2 separate regions of the Danio rerio genome follow, and region 1 is linked to region 2. Evidence: chromatin contacts called from public HiChIP or PLAC-seq data. All regions are on one chromosome and are shown on one strand. Each heading gives the region's core, a stretch centred on a gene start, on an enhancer-like site or on the middle of the called end of the contact. The rest is flanking DNA. Distances are from core to core; before and after follow the strand shown. Region 1 holds the start of u2af1 (U2 small nuclear RNA auxiliary factor 1). Region 2 holds the start of ube2al (ubiquitin conjugating enzyme E2 A, like).

Region 1 (6,805 bases), core at 56-2,555, 280 kb before region 2:
CACAAAGCTCGTTCGTTCGTTCGCTCTCTCTCTCTCTCTCTCGCTCTCTCTCATACGCTCTCTCATACCAAGCAGACTCTCTCTTTCTAATTCACATAGCAATATCCGTGATATTGCTAGACAGCCCGCTCCCGTCCCAAATTAAACCCGTTACCGACCGCTCCCGCGATTTTTCCGAAATTTATTCCCGCGGCTGTCCCCGCGCCAGATTTCTGCGGCGCGGGAATAAACTTCCGAATAAATCGCGGGAGCAGAACTCTAGCACGGAGCTCCATAAACAAACAGCACGCGTCGCGTTTTCAACGTGGCTTTGCACGCGATAAGATAATATATCCAGTTAACCTGATACAGTACACGCGGTTACAAGTAACAAATCACAACTAAATACATTTGCAAGCTAGAGTCAACGAGGCAACAACTTTAACCGCACGTACTTACACTTGAGAAATGGAAGAAACCCATCCTGACGTCCATCAGTTACTCTTTACTGATCCTTCCTTTAACAAACGCAGATGAAGTATTCTTTGTAGCATGTAGCTTCCAGAAGTTTCCAACTGCTTGGTTATAATGCTGAGGTTTCATCTTTGGGTAGAGACTCAATATATCCATCTGCAGTGTGACTTCAATCAACCGGCATGTTTGTGTGTGTGTGTGTGTGTTTGTGGGTGTGTGTGTGTCTGGGTTTCTGCGTCAGAGGGCGGGGCCTCAGGTTTGAAATCTCCCGGGTTTGCGCGTGCACGTGAATAACTTGGTTTCGTTCGTACGTCATGGCGAAACACCTAATGAATCGTGATCAAGGCGACTCGTTTGAAGCACTATGAGTCGACTCTTTTATAGATGAATCAACAGTTTTAAACACTGTATTCTTACAGATTTAAGCCTTAGCTGGATACTTCACTTCACTTAGAGCTGTGTTACACACTACATGGAGGGGAATTTTCAAAAACCCATAATATGGGCTCTTTAAAACTAACAATTTGACTTAATGTATCAATTGTACCCACGTAAAAAATAATCACAACCAGGAGTGTTGCAAAATACACTGAGACTTTATGTTATAATGACTGAAATGGGAAACCATACTTAATAGTATGATAATGCTCATCGTGATCTCCCAACGTCTATCTCTCTTTCCCTAAAATGCTTCCAGTCCAATAGGTGACGCTGTGTTTGATTTAATTCTTTTGTATTAGTGCTGCAGTGGGTGCTCACTAGATGGCAGTAGTTTGACCCTCCATCTTCAGCGGCCCCTGCTCTTGATCCTCCGGCAGAAGAAAAAAAACCCACCGCCTTTCTTCTTTCAAAATGGCCGAATACTTGGCGTCTATTTTCGGTACAGAAAAAGACAAGTAAGTAGTGGTTATTGTCGTAAAATAATGCTTGTGATTCTTTATGCTGAGCACCCCTGAGCATTATTGCAAAAATTGGATAATTTTGAAATATAATAATTTTCAGTATTTCTTTTCTTGTGCATCGCGTGGTGATGAGCAGAGCCGTTTGCTAACCGCGCCGCTAACAGCACAACAATAATACTAATAACAAATATATTTCAGATCACAATGCTTTCATGTGTAATAGATTGTTATGTGCATTTATTATTGATTTGTTTTAAGTTTGCGTTGTTATATCAAGTCCAGCCCTGTCTTGTTAGCTCCTTTCATTCATTGTGGCGCCTTCTCAACGCTGTGCTAAATGGATCTTATTTAAAAGCCATATTTTTGTGTTTGTTTTTAGTTTTAATAGCCTATGTTTGATTAATTTGTGTCTTAGTGTCATTTGGAAGATTTACATGAACATAAATCCTAATTAAGTTAGTTCACTATTGGATTAAATACTAGTATCGAATGAGTGAGTAACGTTACGGGTGGTTGAAGTGACGAACTAGTTTTTGTGTCTTAATAGTAAACACTTGTATCGAGTGAATAAGTACCCCTTTTTAAAAGTTTACTATTTACTAACGTTAATATTAGGTTATAGATTAGTACTACTTAATAAAAATACTAATAACGAAATACCAAGTGCACGTATCGTGTAAAAGATGCTTGTACATTATTTAGATTAAATGTTGAAACCTATTTCTATACATAAAATTAATATCAGCCTGTGAGAGTGATGGCTAAAGTTATATTGATTTAGTTCAAAAGCAGTTTAATGAACAGTGTTAAATGAACTCTGTTTAATAAACAGAGAGTTAAGAGGATTGTTAATCAAAATCCAAAAAAAAAAAATCCAGAAATGTGTGAACAAAACTGATCAATTAAAACTGTGTGTTTTAATTCAACAGGGTCAACTGCTCTTTCTACTTTAAAATTGGAGCCTGTCGCCATGGAGACCGATGCTCTAGACTTCATAATAAACCCACCTTCAGTCAGGTATCTGTCAGTTTTTACATCAGTGATCCTGTAATCCATGATGCTTCTGCTAGATTTATGTTGTGATTGACATTTGATATGTGTTGCAGACCATTGCCCTGTTGAACATCTACAGGAACCCACAAAACACAGCCCAGTCTGCTGATGGCTTAAGTAAGTCCTACTCCTGTATTAGGATTAAGTGATGTCCTGCAATCCGGAGCTAAGAGCATGCAGGGTTCTGATTACAGTTGTTATCAAGATGCATTTTGTTTGATTCGATCACAAGTAGACTTTGATTTTCTTATTTGCATGTTTTAGCCAGTGCACTTTGGACCACTTTCTCCAAAAGAAAGGTCCATTTATGTTGTTTTTATTTATTTCATATTTTTTTATATAATGTATATTTATAATTTACTCAACTTTCACTTATTCCAAACTTAGCTTCTCTCTTCTGTTGAGCACAAATGGAGATATTTTGGAGAGAGCTAAAATCCTGTAACTATATTGACTTTCATAATATTTACTTCTCCTGTTATGGACATCAGTTTCCAACAATCTTTAAAGTATCTTCTTTGTGTTCAAAAGAATAAAATTATAAATAAACTTGAGGGATAGTAAATTTTCATTTTTGGTAAACTACCCATTTAACAGCACATTTATAATATTATACATAAAAATTAAACATTCACAAAACCTGTATTTGACCAGAAAAGTTGCTGAGATCTACTCACGCAAGCGGTTGACTAATCTTTAAAGCTATTTTTTTGGTTGCAGCAAATCATGTATACACAGTTAGACAACAAAAAGAATAATGCAAAGAACAGTAGGCTAATTCTGGTCGTTTTCTTGATGGCTACAAAACTATAATGAACAATACAAGTCATCATATCCTGATATCCTTATATATATATATATATATATATATACATATACATATATACATACACACACACACACACACACAGTTTTCATAAGGTCCTGGAAAACCTGGAAACTTCATGAAATAAAAAAAAAATGTTTTTCCATGCCTGGAAAAGTTTTTGAAAAACAAATAAACCCAAAATGTTTTGGAAAAGTCATGAAACATTGCTTAACAATTATTTTTGTGCTTGAATATATTTGAGATAATAAAATTGGGTACATTTTAAATGAAATGAAATTGAGCTGTCCATCTCTTCATGGGACTTTTTTTTGTGTGGGGTAAACTTTGCAATCTTCAGTTGTAAAAGCAATTAACTTCAAAAAGTAAAAGCAGTTTCAGCTTTGCCTCGCTTTTGCTTGCTTTCACCATAGTTCAAGATGCATTTTGAGTGTCGTGTCCAGAAACGATCTCTAACTGCAGAGGTTTGTACTAATTTTAGTAGTCTTGTGAAAACACAAGCCAACATTTCTGTTTCAACATCGACAGCTAGACACTTTCTAAACTATTTTACAGATAAATATAAAATACATTGATTGTCACATGTTTGATATGCTGTAGTAAATTTGAATGTGCATTTTTTTTTCTTATTTACACATTGCATTAAAAACGAAACAAGATCATGAAGATTTACCTGAAAGTTTTAGAAAAGACATTGAAAAGTCATGGAATTTTAAGTAGTAAATATGTGCATGAACTCTGAACATAATGCCTTTTCTACAAATTCAATTAATTTATAGTTTAATTTTAGTTTGTGTGGATATTGACCACATGTAAAGGACTATTTTCATTTGATTCTTTTTTTTTTTAACAAAACGTGCTCATTTTTTTCTCTAAAATGTCCTCATTCATATGTGATGATTTTATAAAAAAAAACAAATGTATCTTAAATCCAGGTTTTGATGGAGCCCAGGAGTTACCTGGAGTCATTCTTGTACTTTATCATTGTTTTCTCTTTTATCAGATGCTGTCAGTGATGTGGAGATGCAGGAACATTATGATGAGTTCTTTGAGGTGAGTTGTGCATCTATGAAAGTCATGGGGAAATGGTCAATGAGGCAGCTAAATGCAACCCTAATAAAAAAGTTCCTCGCCCTCAAGTGGTTCTAAATAATATATTTTGAAGAAAGCTGGAAACCAGTACCCATTGATGTCAATAGTTGTGGTTAAATGGTTCCCAGTTTTCAATCTTTTTCAAAATATTCTCTTTAGTATTCACAAGAAGAAACTTAAGTTAAACAGGGAATTCTTACTCAAATAGGTTTATTAGTTTGTTGTAAACTATTCCATTAATACATTTAACATTCTTACAATCAGAGAAATAATATACATTTTAAGGGATTTCAGAATTTCCATTTGCATGTTTGCATTAACTTTAATCTACTCCCGGTAATACTTTATACCTGTTTTGGTGTGAACCAGACATAGGCATGGGGCGATAACCGGTTTCAAGGTTTACTGCAGTTTGGAAAAGTAAAGGTTTTTAAACTGTTAAAATTCTTTGTTATACCATTCCTAAGGTATATGTAAGGTTTTTTTCTTATGTGTTGTAAAGAAATCTGTGTTTTTTTTTTTTTTTATCTCAAAACGAAGTCAATAATTTATTTTAACTATTTAGTCTAAAATGTTTACTGCTCCAAAATGTTATAAATATTTCCTAAAATAAAATTCATTGTTCAATATTAGCAAATCGAAAGCATTTTTGTTTTTACCCAGACACTTTAAAGTAACTTATTTTTGAGCAGTAATCACAATGCTGTGATACATTAAAACCGTGGTATTTTCATCCAAGGTTATACTGTCAGAACCATATACCGGCCCATGCCAACGCAGGAATAATACTATTGCCTGACATTTCAGCTGTGCAGTCACCATTACATTAAAATAGAAAATAGTACATTTATACCCTAATAGTATTTTACACTATTAATGTTTTTACTATACGTATATGTTAGAACTGATTAGCTTTAGTAAGCAAAAAATATCTTGCAGAAGTCATTAGATCACATGGCATTTCTGTTTTAATGGAAGCAAATCAGCAGTTGCAGGTATTATACTCTAACATGATTTTTAATTCACTGTTCACAGGAGGTCTTCACTGAAATGGAGGAGAAATATGGAGAGGTTGAGGAGATGAACGTCTGCGATAATTTAGGAGATCACTTGGTGGGAAATGTCTATGTGAAGGTGAGAGAATCTACAGTACTTTGAACATATTTTTGTTTAGATGTTGTTATAGTCAGTTGTACTTGAGATCTTTTTTTAGATCACTGTTAAACACTTTCTTGACCTTATTGCACTAAAAAGAAACTATTTAGAAGTTTTTTGCATCAGGAGGAAGTGTTTATAGTTTCTACATCTGTTGGTGGAAAAACAATCCCCATTATTTTATTGTTTGCAATGCAGGTACTGTGAATGATTTTAGTTATAGGTACTATGAATTATTTAAGTTACAGGAATGCATTATGGCGTAACCAAATTAGTGTCTTCTTCAGACAGAGTATTTAAAAAGAATATATTTTTAGAGCAGTAATCACAATAGCGTGGTATTTTTATCCAAGGTTATGATACCATCAGATTCTTATACCGGCCCATGCCTGTCTGTGGAACTGTGAAGTTCTTTCTTAGTTTTAAAGTGATAGTTCACCCAAAAATGCTATTTCTTATTTACTCACCCTCCACTTGTTAATATGTAATTACTGTTAAGCTGCTCTCCCCAAAACTCTATCATTTATTACAATGTGAAAGTTTCAGTACCACTAGACAAGGTTTTTATAAAAAAAAAAAAAAAAAAAAAAGACTTGGATTTTTTTAAATAGGTAAAAATTTTAAGTTATTTATCAAAGATTGAATTATAAATCATATTTATCTTTTAATAATGTGAATTTTATTTATTTTTATTTGTTTGTGTAGATCATGGCTTATTGAAGCATGTTGTTCTCATCTAATGTTTTTATTTGTGCTGTCAATCGATAAAAAAAATGAATTAATGACACTTTTTTGCAATTAATCGCAATCAACCACATTTAAACAAACTGAAACTTATCATTTTGGCTATTCAAAGGTAAAATCAATGTAAACGCAAGTCAAAAAAACTATTTGTAAATATAATTGTTTATTCGAATTTTAGTTTAACTTGTAACAGATTTCTTCATGTAAACAACATGCCCACAATAAATTATCAAGATCCTGGCTTGACAGCCATATTTATTACAGAAATAAAAACACAGGCATGTTAATGCCATTTGAATTTCAAAACAGTCAATGCCAGTAAAGAAAAAAAAAATGATTTCCATGTTGGATTCTAAGTGGACTGCAAAAAAAATGCCAAAATACAGTCATTGCAAATATGGAACTGGAAAATTATTATAATAATAAAGTATTAAATACAAGCAATTGTACTCATTAAAAAGTTGTATTGCTGTGAGTTGAGAACAATAATTAGAAAGTAGAAACAGTTTTGCTTAGTCCTCCTTTACATTCAGCCAGTTGTTAAGACAGTCCAGTCTGTTGACATTATTGGGGACAATGT
Region 2 (6,683 bases), core at 3,193-5,692:
TTACAAAGTTCATCGGCTAAAATGTTTAATTTGTTAGCATTAGTTAAGATTAAAGGGATAGTTCATCAAAAATGTATATTTACTCATGAATATGCGCTCAAATGGTTCTGAACCTTTTTCTATTGTACTCAAGAGGATATTGTGAAGAATGTTGGAAAATAACAGCCATTGACTCTCATAGTAGGAATAAAAAAAATTGATGTCAAATGGTTTTTATTCTCCAACATTTTTTATTGTGTTTAACAGAAGAAAGAAAAATCAAACCAGTTTGGATTAAATGATGGATGAGTAAATAGCAGAAGTTTAATTTGTTGGACAAACTAATCCCTTTATCAGTGAGAAACTTGCGGACCTGAGCTGCCAAGCCATTCTATAAACAGAAGTTACAAATGTTTGTTGTTAACGCATCCTTTAATTGAGAACTTTTTGTAAAGTTTCACTATTAAGTGTTAGCTCAGGTCCACTGTGGACCAAACATTTTGTCTTCGACACTTCTGTAACATGATCAATTGTGCATGTTCTCCAAGAAGTTTTTTTTTTCTAATAAAATGGTGACATTTCACCCAAATCTTTGTTGTTAATTCAAATTAGTCTTTATTAAATGGAAAGATATCGATGTATAAAGCATTAGTGACTCACAAGCGTAGTTTCACCTTTTATTTAAGTATTTACAAGTGCTGGAAAATGAGATTGCCAACCAGTGCAAAATCTGTACACAAAATTCAGATGTGACTTGTATATACAAGAGATCAGTAGAGGCAAGGACACACTCAGGCATTCATGCATGTAACAGGGCAAACATCTGCAAAGATCAAGGGCTTGAGGGGGAAAAAACACCTGAAGACATTATTTCACTTGATTGGACTTGTGATACAAGCCATTGAAAGGTTACACAGCTTTTGGAGGATATTTTTAAATTGAGCAATTCCAGCAAATCTTTTTTTTTTTTTTTACCAGTAAATATAGCTATATTTTATACTCCACACCATATTGCCATTTTCTGTTAGCATAAATTGGTATTTAATATAAACTCTCATATCTGTCTACCAATCTTTGTTATCAGTGCGAACGAGAGAAGCTCACCACTTATGTGGTAGAACACTTAACCTTCCTTCTGACTAAACCAACACAACAAATACTAATCCTGTAAAATGGGAGCAAAACAGAAATTTAAAAGGACACTTTCAACGGTGTTAAGCAAAATCATGATATTAAAATTGACAATGAAGCACCAATGACGTTTTCATCAACACTACTATGACTTCAAGTCTCTTAGTGAGTCATGTTTCTGGATTAGATCGACTCATTTTAGAGATGCTTTCACATTTTGCAAAAGAGGACAATTACTGCATATTCATGCCAGATGCAAAATTAGTCAAGCATTGTACACCAGGGGTAACTCCCCTCTCAATAATCTTAATGAGGGTTGAAAATCAGTCCAGGCAATAATGTGGGAGAGAAATAAAACCAAAAAAAAAAAAAAAAAAAAAAAAAAAAAAATCACAATCTTGCATGAGTAAAGTGCATAAAAACTTAAAAATGGAGATTTGAAAAACTATCCTCCAACAACAGAGCCAAACAAAAAAGGAAAAGGATGTTTGAGTGAGAACGTGGTTTAAGAATGTGGTCAACTGTCCCTCCAGCTCTGCTCTACAATCGCTGACACCCGTTTCTCATACTCCCGTTTGTTTTCCTGATACAGTTGTGCTGCCTGGCTGTTAGCAGGGCTGTTGGGATTTGGCTCATCTAGAAGGGACTGTAAAGAAACAGAGGGCAAACAAAATCTATTTTAGGTCTCAAGAACACAACAGGAAAACAAACTTGTAATAAGTAAAGCAAAAGTAAAACATTATTTACTTTCCTAACCAAAAATCAGTACCTAAAGGCATAGTTCACCAAAAGGTAAAATTCTCACCATTTACTTATGCAAGTGGTGTGGGAAACTTCATGGGTTTACTTTTTTTTTTGTTGAACACAAAAGAAGATGTTTTAAAGATTGTTGCAAACTAGTTTCGATTTGCAAACCATAGCAGGAAATGCAAATACTGTGTTCAACAGAAACTTAAATAGGCGTGTGACAACTGAAAGTTGAGTAAATGACAACAATTTTTAGTTTTGTGGCTTATTTGATGGCATGCAGCAGACAATTGTCAATGTAAAATGTTTTCCACATGCTACATTAAAATGACTTTTAAACAAAATGACTTAACATACCTGGATTGATGTGAGAATAGAAGAAACATCATAAGTAGGACTCCATCGATTCTGAAGAATATCTAGGCAGATACTGCCATCAGCATACACTGAGAAAGACATGAGGAGAGTTAGATTTACACATTCACAGTCAGAATGAAAGTCTGAATCTTGTTAATGTTCATTAAAAAAAAATAAATAAAGAAATGTATCGAAGAAACCAGCCCAAACTAATACTGCAAATCACTCTCAAACCAACAAAAATACACCAGTAACCCTTATTCTGGCCTACAACATCTTAAGAGTTGATGCATTTGATAATAAAAATGTATTGTAATATTAAATATGCTAAGCAAAATATTAAAATGCTTACTACCATTTAAAAGCTTTATTTAAAAAAAAATACATAAATAAAGCTTTCAACATTAACATTACTTTTAATTTGAGACTAACAAGAATCACCACTCACCATTTGGATGAAACATCTTTGAGACGAACCTCACTGTTGGAGGCTTGTTGGGATATTCCTCTGTGAACTCGACTGTGAGTTTGAAGGTACCTTGTGGGCAAAGCAAACATCTTTATTTCAGTATAAATTTTACTAATTTACTTTAAACATATTCAACCATATTTGCACAAGTTCGGTTCAGCAAACAGAAGCTTACCATCTTCAAAAGGTGTTCCTTCTGGACTGCATGTGAAAACAAGAAACAAAACATTTAGATAAATTGCAGATTAAGTTACAGATTTACGGTCACAATCTACTTCAACTGAAACTGAAGAGTGAAAAGACATTGAACAAAATCTGTCCGTGATAAATCAAAGCTATCAGGACTTTGGTTTATCCATGTCAATTGTGTAATAGGTGGATGTGGCTCCACCTTTTTTTACTTTTCCATCAAAAAAAGTCATATCGTAAAACATATTAAAAATAAAGTGCTATTGTAAATGAAACCGATACCAACACTGTGCCTGCTCTTTGTTTACACTCACTTTCAAACAATTCTAATAATAATAATACATATATTAATAATATATAATAATATATTAATATAATTTAATATATAAAATTTTATTTATATATACTTTTTAATGCGGTAAAGTGTAAAATATTGCTTTAAAAAAAGTTTGTTTTAATGCAATTCATAAATGCAATCTATTCTTCGATGGCAAACATTGCAGGAAGATTTTCATTATTATTTTTTTTAACAAATAATAATTATTTCAATGTTATTTGAATGTTTATCCAAAACATTCCTATTTCTTTTCCCACCAACTATATGGAGACATTCTGTGTTTGCTTAGCACTAATATTTTATTTTACAGTCCTGTTTCATGTATATGAAACGTATTTTTTTGTTGCAAAACATAAACTGTGCAATTACTAGATACTAATAAACCTAGCCATTGTCCTAACATTAACCCACATAGTAACATCGTGCTATCCTAAGGAAGTACACGTAGTTTAAAATAACGTGTTATCCACACATCATGCTGGGAAAATGTCAGTAACAAAACCCCCATATATTCCGAGGTTTTTCATCATGGGGATCTCCATTTCAGGAGCTTGGACTCGATCAGACACATATTTGCTCTCGGCTTACCCGAAAATAACTGCATTCCACACCATGATGTTGTTCTCAGATGGAGCTCCACTGACGCCGGCTGGGGGATCCTCCTGGAGCCTTTGGGACCACCACACAACACATTACAATTATTTCAGTGTCAGTCGCATAAATCTATTAGAAAACACCCAAGACATAACATGGCAACGTGTGGTTACTTTCTAAAAATGTCCAGACACTGGCTAATAAAAAATAACATTCAGACAAGTCAAGCTTGAATAACTTCTCTAACCGGCTCGAACAAGCTCGCTAGCTAACAAGCTAAAACAAATGTAGAGTTTTAAAATGAAACATTACAACGTGAATAGGTAGTGTAATACCACCGACAAACTCACAACAGCATAAACAAAGTAAATTACCACGTTTTAATCGTGTGTTTGACGTTAAAGTATTTGACTACCGACTTAAATGTTATGAAGCTAACTAGCTAGCCAGCTATTCCATCAAAACAAACACATCTCACGTTATCGCTGAACAGCAACTCACCGTTTAAAATCTCGCATGAGTCGCCTTCTAGCTGGGGTGGACATCTTTAACTACACTTAAAAAGCGTCAGCGCTTATTTTTAGAGCCCTATTAAGAAATCCTAAGGTAACTGTATTTATCACAACAGCGATGATTAATATTCCTTTCTGAGTACAAGACGTCTTTTCACGAGACACGAATATACCACCTGTCCCACACAGGGGAGTTATTTGCGACCAAAAACACAGAGTCATCACGCAAAAGATCCTATAATCAAATGTGTGTTTAGTTTTGAAAAATTGCAGTGATCAATATTCTAATAGTTGTTTGAAATATTTTGAGTTAATGGAAATAATTCGAGAATTTAAGTAAAATGTTTGTCAAGCGCTACGTAAACGTCACAAGTCCCCCTATTTGTCTTTCCGTTGGTAGAGTCTTGGTTGGAGGAACAGCCTCGATGACGTTTCTGTGGGAGGAATGAGGTCAGAGAGTCCTCCTAGCGGTTAAGGGCAGGAAACGCAGTAAACGTCCACCTTGTACTCTGTCTGATATTTCATAACAGGTAAACGACGTGCTTAGTCGTTATTCATGTTTTTAAAGCCACATTTTTTATTCTAACGAAGTGGGAATACACTAGATACTAAACGCGTTTCGAGTCAGACTGTGGAAACAATTAAAACCAACTTCGACATTCAATAATACATACTATATCGTGATAAAAGTTAGAGCACTTCAAAATACAATAAATAACTATTCGTTAATTTAACTTAACAGTATGTAACAGCACAAAATATTTTATAAGCTATTTATTATAAGACAAAACATTTTAACACATTCTGGCCTACTCTTTTTACAAGTTAGCCCTAACCTAGCTAAAGGCCTAACCTTGCTATTGTTTGACAACACTTTATAATATGGTTATTATTCAATTTAATTAACTAAACCGACGATAAAACTACTTGTAAAACATTTAATCATTTATTAAATTATTTGTTGGTGTTTAGTAACTCAACAAAATGTATCCGTAACTTTTTATTGGAGTTATATGGAACTAACTACCATGCTAAGTTAATATTGTATCATTTTTTGACCTTATGTCAAAACGAAATGATTCAGTATTTTGCCTGGCTACTCGTTACATAATTACAAGCAAAATATAGATAGAGCAAAACAAAACATACAATTGATTCAGTCAACTGATCAACCATTTTAATCATAAGCAGCTCTTAATACTACATAAGAAAGAGATGTCATTAAACAATTATAATTAGTTCGTAGGCACATTTAATACATTGGATCAAATAATGCATAAGTTCCATGATTTTCTGACTGACCCAAACTAAAAATACAAAAAAAAAAGCATACATAAAATGCACTTTTTATTTAACAACACAAATACATTGTCCCTTTCAAAAACACATGGACTTAAAGCAATCCAGCACATTCTTAATGGACATATAAAGGCATGTTAAGTGTGGACAGGACGATCCTAACACCCATGATAGATGTGCATGGTGTCGAAGGTGATGTGGTCGTACTGCTCCTCTACACTGACTGACTTGCGGTGCTCTATCTGACTGCTGGCGTCCTCCATGTTCTCAGCTGTGTCTCCAAAGCCGTTATGGTGCCCGTAGTGAAGGCCACTGTCAAAAAGACCAAGATGTGAGGAGACCCCCTCATTCCCAATATGATCACCACTCTTAACCTCGGATGAATTCCCATTTATGTTCTCGCGCATCAGGTCACCCCCATTGAGGTGCTGCATGGGATGGCAGAGTCCTGCTGTTAGAGAGAACAAATGAATAATAACCTCATTAGCAAAAGTAAAGAATTGCCCCATTCTCAATTGAATGTTACCGTTTTGCACAACAATTTCCAAAGTTTTTATTACTTGAAATATTACCAGGGTTGAGTAAATTAATCAGGTTATGTTTTTCAAAATCACCTGTACGGTTTATATAATGCAATTGCATCTGAACATTTGAACTGGAGATTAAAGTCCTGGTTTCAAGCCTTGATATGGTTTACCCAAACAAATAAAACACTGGCACACTGCCCTACATTCACTTCAACTGCAAACACTTCACCTTTTAAATTAAGATGAATTTAATATTTAAATCTCATGCATGTTGAAGGAAAAAAAATAAAAAGGTTAAGGGTTAATGAAAGGATCAACCAACAAACATAAAAGATCTGCGTATTGTAGCCAAACAATTGTAGCAAACAACATCAAATGAATACTTGCATGTAGGGCTGCACGATATTGGAAAAATTTGATATTGCATAGCTCTATTTGATGGTTTTCTATGGAGTCTAACAGTATTCAGGTACACAAATTGATTAAATAACAATGCAAAAAATTGCTTTTTTACATTGCTTTATCTCGTTAGTAGTCCAGAT

Evidence for each region. HiChIP or PLAC-seq counts read pairs in DNA pulled down with a chosen protein or histone mark.
Region 1: a contact with region 2 is called in an H3K4me3 HiChIP or PLAC-seq map of embryo, with 2.4 times the contacts expected there. The contact joins the promoter of u2af1 here to the promoter of ube2al in region 2. A contact is called at or near these places in 1 of 18 Hi-C or Micro-C datasets (caudal fin) and 1 of 4 datasets of contacts at active chromatin or transcription factors (embryo).

What each region holds. Positions count from the first base shown.
Region 1 is chr9:9,325,288-9,332,092 of GRCz12tu, reverse strand. u2af1 (U2 small nuclear RNA auxiliary factor 1) reads left to right here and starts at 1,305. Exons shown (of 8, transcript NM_177479.2): 1 at 1,305-1,349; 2 at 2,285-2,372; 3 at 2,462-2,525; 4 at 4,238-4,287; 5 at 5,362-5,460. The coding sequence starts at 1,306.
Region 2 is chr9:9,052,978-9,059,660 of GRCz12tu, reverse strand. It overlaps ube2al (ubiquitin conjugating enzyme E2 A, like), which reads right to left and starts at 4,442. Exons shown (of 6, transcript NM_199719.1): 1 at 4,305-4,442; 2 at 3,798-3,878; 3 at 2,859-2,884; 4 at 2,663-2,752; 5 at 2,215-2,303; 6 at 644-1,756. The coding sequence starts at 4,348. The coding sequence ends at 1,628. ankrd10b (ankyrin repeat domain 10b) reads right to left here. Exons shown (of 6, transcript NM_001077377.1): 6 at 5,479-6,065. The coding sequence ends at 5,773. ing1 (inhibitor of growth family, member 1) reads left to right here. Exons shown (of 4, transcript NM_001040356.1): 4 at 1-568.